Linked DNA regions of Sorghum bicolor: region 1 is linked to region 2. Evidence: chromatin contacts called from public HiCAR-type data. All regions are on one chromosome and are shown on one strand. The core of a region is the stretch at or near the end of the contact, and the rest is flanking DNA. Distances in the headings are between cores, read along the strand shown.

The links. HiCAR-type assays count read pairs that join an accessible place to other places.
Region 1: a contact with region 2 is called in a HiCAR-type map of leaf, with 2.7 times the contacts expected there. The contact joins the promoter of LOC8068453 here to the promoter of LOC8079550 in region 2. A contact is called at or near these places in 1 of 4 Hi-C or Micro-C datasets (leaf mesophyll) and 1 of 1 datasets of contacts at active chromatin or transcription factors (leaf).

Annotation. Positions count from the first base shown.
Region 1 is chr6:57,641,663-57,645,216 of Sorghum_bicolor_NCBIv3, reverse strand. LOC8068453 (FGGY carbohydrate kinase domain-containing protein) reads right to left here and starts at 2,178. Exons shown (of 17, transcript XM_002447145.2): 1 at 2,059-2,178; 2 at 1,755-1,888; 3 at 978-1,142; 4 at 318-397; 5 at 109-226; 6 at 1-12. The coding sequence starts at 1,044. It overlaps LOC110436355 (a long non-coding RNA gene), which reads left to right and starts at 2,896. Exons shown (of 7, transcript XR_002454247.1): 1 at 2,896-3,554.
Region 2 is chr6:57,569,060-57,572,985 of Sorghum_bicolor_NCBIv3, reverse strand. It overlaps LOC8079550, which reads left to right and starts at 1,301. Exons shown (of 2, transcript XM_002448568.2): 1 at 1,301-1,767; 2 at 1,868-2,266. The coding sequence starts at 1,372. The coding sequence ends at 1,981.

The sequences.
Region 1 (3,554 bases), core at 929-3,428, 71 kb before region 2:
CATCGACAGCAACTGCAAGAAGCATCCTACTTAAATGTAAATATTTTCCCTCTACAGCCTACACAATAAGATGAGAATGTGCAAGGTACTATGGTATTAGAGGCAAACCAAGGGAGCAAGTGGCAGCAAAGCCAAGGCCGGCAACATCCTCAGGAGCAACATTTGCCAGTGAGCATGCGGATTTCACCGCAGCACAGACTGCATGCCAGATATCAGTTGATGATTGCTGGGCATAAAAAAAAACTGGTTATGGTAAAACAGTATTTGATTCATCAACTAATCATGCATACATTGCATGTGCAAGAACTGTTACAAACCTCAATACAGTCTTTCTCTTTCCATATCTGTATAGGGCTGCTAGCCGACCCCAGCAACTTGCCCTTTTCATCAAAGAGACCTAAAAATTGACCAAAGAGAGAAAATGTTACAAATTGAAATAGTTACCTATTACGCCTCCACATGACCTAATATGTGTACAAGTACAACCCATATGTACAACTCCTTTACAACAAGATCAGATGGATGAAATTACATGGGTTGGTGGTTGACTTACAAAACAAAGGGTGTCGTATAAATTGGTTATATGTAAAGTACTGTATTTTCTTTTAAGACATCAAGCGTGTCATGACTGAAAAGTGTTCTCTATGCAGGTATCTATACATCTATCCTAAGTAGGTCTCCAATAAATTGTTTAAAATGCCTATCCTAGATTACTCTGTTGGAGTAACTAACAACAAGCTTTCTCTCAAGAACTGAAGAACGACCATTTATTCATCAGTGGACAACCAATAACCTTGGACTCCAAATACCCCTAGAAAGCAGCAAATTACTCAGATTTATACATCCAACTTGAGGAAAAGTTAATCATACTAGCATACTGATCTAATTTAATAATAAAACAGCGAAAGTTACAAAAATGGAGAGAAATCCTCAAAAGAAAAGGAGGATACTTTTAAGTTGAGAATCGAGGGGCGAACCTGCACGAGCGCTGCCAGTACCAACATCGACACCAAGGAACACAGAGGCGGCACTGCCGCGGGGCATGGTGGCATCCACGGGCTGGTGGGACGGCAGTGGCAGACAAGCAGAGCAGGGGAGCGGTCAGAGTTCGTGGCCAAGGGTGCCCACGTGGGTGTGGCCTACTGTTCACCGTCAGAAAACATATAACGAGGAAAAAAGTTAGGGCTTGTTTGACAGGGCTTAGGCCTTAGCGAGACTTCAGCTCTACTACTGTAGTATGATGTAGCAAGAGTCGATAAAAAGCCCAAAATATCTGGCTTCCTCTGCTCCCGCCTATCCCCCATTTCATTTTGTGTTGCTAGGAACCGGAGCTGTCACTGCTATGCGATATTGGCAAGAGCAGGTGAAATCAAAGACCCCTAAGCTGTATCAAACAAGCCCTTGGTGAACACTACTGAGGGGGTGATCTAATAGAAAAGGGCTCCACAAGTTCAGAGTTCATGGCCATGATTGATCTGTATGAAATTTTACTCCCAAACTCAGCTAGGCCATCTTGTAGGACAATATAACCATCAGTCCATCACAACAGAGTTTTAGAAACCTTTTAGGTTTATTTTGTCACGTGAAGTATATTTCGCAAGAAACTATTGCTATTTCAAAGTTTGTGCGTTGCTTAGGACTGGTACAGATTTAGTTTCGCTAGTCGCCACACTAATACGACAAAGGAAATACTTGGTCAGGTATTGCGAGCTCAGTGCAGTTGAGCAGCTCGTTTGGGATTAGCGTTTACATACCTCGGGCTTGGCCTTGGGAAATTCAGACTTGGGGTTGGGCGCTGCAGTGCCGCAGCCGTATGCCGTGATTTCGCCACTCCATCTCAGCGGCAACGGGAGGAGATGACCGAGGTGCCGGTACTGCAGCACGCAAACTGGAAGAGGGATTAGAGATTGGGAGGGAAAAGAAGAGCGCCAGAGGCGGGGAGGAGTGGTGCTCATGCGTGTGCCGCAGAGTTGCGTCCGATCTGGCCGGCCGGCCGGCCGGCCCAGGTGGCGCTCGGGGTCGGGGGGAACGAAGAGGACAGAGGGGGGAGGTGCTCACCAGGATCGAGATCGCGTGCTGCCACGTCCCCGGGCGACCAGCCGCCGGTGACCCGTGGCCCTCCAGGTCTGATGTGGCCGGTCGACTGACTTGAGAACGAGAGCGGTGAAGACAGCAGACAGAAGAGACAGGAATACAGGATAGGATAGCGGGTTTTTTTAGCTCCTTTGGGCTGGGCCTCTGGTCCTTCTTTTTTTTTGAAGGGATGGGCCTCTGGTCCTGCGTACGCCGCAGGCCCGCAACTAGCATGACCATGAGCAAATTGTGCTTGGGTGCCCATCAAACACGTTTATTTCTCTCCTTTAAAATCTTCCAGCAGCATACCAGCTGACCTTTGTGTGTGATTATTTTTGGAGTCGTAGCTTCCCATGGCTGAATCCAGCTAAATACCACCATGGAGCAGGGATCTGTTATCTGTATCTACGGCAATTTATCCGCCGCTGAGCCACCTGATACCATTATACCAAACCCCTCGCGCAAAAGCAGTCAAGCAGAATCTAGCAAAGTACAGTTTCAGTTCAGGGTTTGTTCGTACTTATGCCAAATTTATGATCTGTTCATACATCCTGCTGGCCATTTATATATTATGTTGGAACACGCAAGTACAGACCAAATGTTACTTCAAGAAATACCGATTAGATCTAGTTAACCCCTAGAATACCCGTGCGGCTCCTCCAAGGAACCACCGGCCACGTCTCCTAAAAAGTTTTCAGCCATTTGATTTCTTATATCCTGTGGTTCACAAAGGTTGTAGCTGATTCAGGTGATTTTGTCATGAGCTGGTTCCTGCTTATGGCTGATCTTTACAGCTTCCGCTGCGTAGCTGCCCAGTCAAATATATATGTCTGGCTTCCTGGCTTCTCACCCTCCTTCCCGATACTTCTCGTCTCCTTCCCGACTCTTCCGTCTCCAGCATCGCGCCGAGGCCGCGCTCGGTAGTGCCGTCGTCGTTCCCCACCTTCGTCGTCGCTGCCGACCATCGTGACGCCCTCTCCGGTCCTGGGACGGCACAAACCCAACCTAGGGTTTCGGCCCTTCATCAGGTGGCAGCTGCAGCACCGACGACCCACGACCCCCTCCTTTCTCCTCCACCCCACGCGGCCTAGCCCTGTGACATGGCTCCTCGCAGAGCGTGACGCGGGTGGTGTGGGTCCTGCGCGGCGGCGCGACATGGGCGGACACCGTTGTTGCCCACGGTTGCCTCCCTCCACGTGAGCTCCTGCACACAGGCAGCGCGGCTCTCCTCTCCCTCGATCCATCCACTCGCTGGTTTACTCTTCCTCTCTTTCCCTTCCTCCCTCCTTTCCTTCCCCCTCTCTCCTGATGTGGGATATCACCGTAGATGTGGTGTTTTCATTCTATTCTCGCACCAATCTACACATGGTTATTGTTAATTGTTGTTGTTATCCCCTACAAACCCGTGCAGCTCCTCCAAAGAACCCCTGGCCACGTCTCCTCAAATGTTTTCAGCACTTTGATTTGCTATCCTCTGGTTG
Region 2 (3,926 bases), core at 52-2,551:
TACCGCGCGAACTGACGCGAACGACGACGGCGACGAATGACGAACGTGGCCTGGGCTGGGCGGTGACAGGCGCGAAGGCCTGGGCTGGGCGGCAACTGGCGGCGACCTGGCCTGAGCGGCGACTGGCACGCACGACGTACGTCAAAATGGCGCGAAGGAAAAAAAATCGCGCGGGCGCGATTGGTGAAAAAAAAATCAGGGGTAGAGTTCACACTTTGGGTTTGCCAAGTCTAAATGCAAAGTCCCTTGGAGTTAGACTATTTTTAGACTTTGCAAATGAGTTTGGGACTTTGCAAACAACACTAAATGCAAAATTCATTTACAAAGTCCTTAGAGATGCTTATCAGGGACACCAAAAAGAAATAAAGAATTATATAAATCCTAATTTCTGTTGGCCCGAGTATCGGTGACTTGGTGTATCTCTCGTGTTAGCACTCGGGTTTCGGTTAGCGTTTAATAATTTCGAGCAATTGAGATGGATGGATAAAAACCGGAAGAATGCCTTTTCCTGGATTTGGCAAATTAGTAGCAGTTATGAATTTTTTGGTTTGCTCTTTCATCTACACCTTCATCTTGTGAAATCACCATCTGGGTGATGCTCTTCATAATGTAAATTCTCTAAGGGCCATTTGGGGCCATATATAATAAAATTCAGGTGGCGCCTCCCTCCGGTGACCATTAAAAAAATAAAAACCGGAAGAAAAAAACTTGCGCGGAGGAGGAAAAACCTACGAGGCGATGGATGGATAAAAACTGGGAAAATAAATCACGTGTTGATGGGATAAATTCCTGCTTTTAGTTTTGCCGGTTAGAGATATATTGATTATATATAAGAAAAAAAACTAAATACCGTCTTTCTGTAAAGATTTTACGTGCACCGCTAGTTCGTGGGCCTAGCCTGAGCCCGATGGATTTTGGCCCGTTCATGAACCTGGCCTGGGCATAGATCTTGCTGTTCAGAAAATTTCTTTCTTTGCCCGAACCCAGTTCAAAATACTATTTTTTAGCTATAAAACACGGGTGACCCACCTAAGCTCGAGCTTGGCCCGAAACAGGCCTGACTTATCTAGTAGAATAGTTATGAGTGGGATTTCCTCGACCTGAAAGAACCGGGGTTTTTTTTGCATGGCCTGAACCTGGTCTAATCCGCAAAATGCTCAGGTCTAACTATGAGTAGATTTTGTTTATTTTTATTTACAACTTTAGAAAAGGTTTAAAGTATATATCTATCTCTATCCCTAGGAATATCTCTAGTTGTAGTTGTAGTCTACCTCGTAGAGAACCGATCGTACATAAATCTCAACAAAACTCCAACATCAAGAAGCTCCGATCCCGGCATCTAGAGCGGCCACAGCAACAGCAGCAAAGGCAATGGATCCGCACGGGGAAAAGGAGGAGAACAACTGCCAAGAATCGGCTTCGGCGGCGGATCAGCGCGAAGAGACTGCGGCGGCGGAGGGCGAGGACACGTCGTCCGAGGAATCCATGGATCAGCGCGAGGAGGACGGGTATAAAGCCGACGATTCGACGGGCCTGCTCGAGGACGACGTGGTGGGCTCTGAAGCAGCCTCGCCGCCGCCACCCTTTGCGCACCCGTGGTCGCTGCTCCGCGCCTGCGCTGGCTGCCTGGGCCTGCTCGGCTGTTGCCGTGACCAGAAGCCGTCGGCTGCCGTTGCTGCTGCAACTGAAGCCGCCACAGTGACGGCGGCGCAGGCGAGATCGTCCGAAGAAAAAGAGTCCGGCGGCGAGGAGGCGGCGAAGGATAACGTAAGTGGATCGCACAGTTGGTTTGCCGATCGGTAACCGACTAACCGATCGATGTTCATTGACTAGCTCAAGTGAATATGCATAGCCGCCGCCGCCGCAGGGTTTCTACATGCAGGAGGTGATCACCCGCGTGTGGGCGGTGGCGGTGAGGACGCCGCGGCCACCGGACCACGCGAGAGAAGGGAGCGGTGGTCATGGAGGCGCACACCACTAGGACTCTGACTCGCGCATGGGTTTTCTACATGCATCTATCTTGGCTCACGGCGACTGCGTTGCGCCTGCATAAAAGTATTTTGCCCGTCAGAGATGCATGAGAGATCTACGGCTGTCTATAGCACGCCTTCAAACTTGGTACAAATGTGCCTGTGCTTGTGGCTCTGAAGTCTGATGTGCAATTTACGTAGGCTTCTCTGATGTGAACTTCAAACAAGACTATTCGAAGTAGTGATTTGTGGTACGGTGTTTAAGACGTTATTATTATATAAGCTGCAGCACCCAGCCCCAGGGGTTCAAATTTGGTAACTAATGAGGTCTTCGGTTTACTTTTTGTTGCTGAGGTGCATGTAAATGTTCGACCTATTTTAGGGAATCTTTTGAGGTACAGATAATGAGTAGTAGATCTATTTTTCAAGGTATAGATGATGACCGTCAGCGTAAGCGGGTCTTGTGTGGCGCTGGCCGTCGCACGCCGGTCCACCAGAGGCTCGGTTCCATAGTGTTGCCCACCTCCTGTTGGCGGATCTCGGATTCCAACGTTGATGGATGGTGCGAGACTCTGCTGAGAGCGCAGATCCCTGGTGGGGGCGCTGGCATTCCACATGCTTCGACTCCTAGAGGTGGATGGGGTGTGCGCGATCAGCCCCCCAAACCACAGATCCTGGAGGAGTGGCACAACAAATGTTTCAATTGCCTCTCCATGTCCCACCGTGTGTCAACCTACAGGCTGCCGTGGTGTCGTGGATTCCAGCACCTTGCCTGTGATTGCATGTGGTCACACACCGCATCTCGGTCTCCCGGGGGGCTTCTATGTGGTTGTCCGAGTGTCGTCCGACATCATAGCCTAAGAAGTCCAAGTTCGGTGGTAATGGCATCGACGGTGTTGTTGGTGCGGGTGCAACGCTGGGCTAGAGGTGGAACGGAACCTTGCAACACTGCAGCCACACATCGACAATCACTCTAGGACAAGATCTTGAGGCCTTCGTCGTGTCCAGGCCACAGTTGGGCGACATCCCTTGGGACCCCATGTTCTATGAGTAGGGTGGATGTCAATGCCAGTGTCACTAGCCATTGACTTGCATGGATGCACAGAGTTGATGGGCACTTGGAGCCAGAGTTTGCAGTGGACCATTGCTCTGAGGTTTCACACTGGACCTTCGATCCTATGCTGGTGAAGTGGAGGCCTATCTAACTGAAAGGCCACCTCCTTGCTCTTCTTCGGACAACGGTGTCGCACAACCATGCTCGCAACCGTTGGCACCACTAAAGGTGAAGACATCTGCAACGCATGCTAATGACATGGATGGGTCTCCTGAGGCTATGCCTCGGCGTCACTCTGTCTTCTCATCGCCATCGTCTTCTCTTCATTATAGTGGCCATCTCGGGGCCAAGTCCCACTCATGTGCCATAGACACCCCCATGCATCAGTTGCCTCAGGTGGGCCTTGCCCTAGGCAGAGAATTATGGATGTTCAACAAGCTTTGGTTTGTGACATTCCATACATGATTGAGGTTAGAGTCTGTTTGGCCTTCCAAACTCCCGTGCTTCAGGGAAAACATATCCTTAGGGTTGTTTGGGCCCAACCTAGTGTCAGTTCGCCTAGAAGAAGTGTTTGCTTAGCTACTAAGCCTTGAATGCTTCCGAGCCCATCGACACTGCAGAGACACAAAAGTTGGAGTCTATCTTTGCTGAGTCGCTTTCGGAGTCCAAGCATGAGGCTTTCAAGGTCCTTTTCCGGGACGACGCATTCCTGAATGACTTTGTCCCAAAGGTTGATGGGCTCCTCCCACAAATGCGTTAAGGAGTTAACGCAGTCATCAGTTGAGGATGACCGGTGAGGATGGCGATGACGAGCAGATGGTGAGGATGGCCGGTGAGGATGGCGGTGACAAGCAAACTGGTAAAGATGATGGTCGTCAAAGATGATGGTCGTCAGCTTGGTG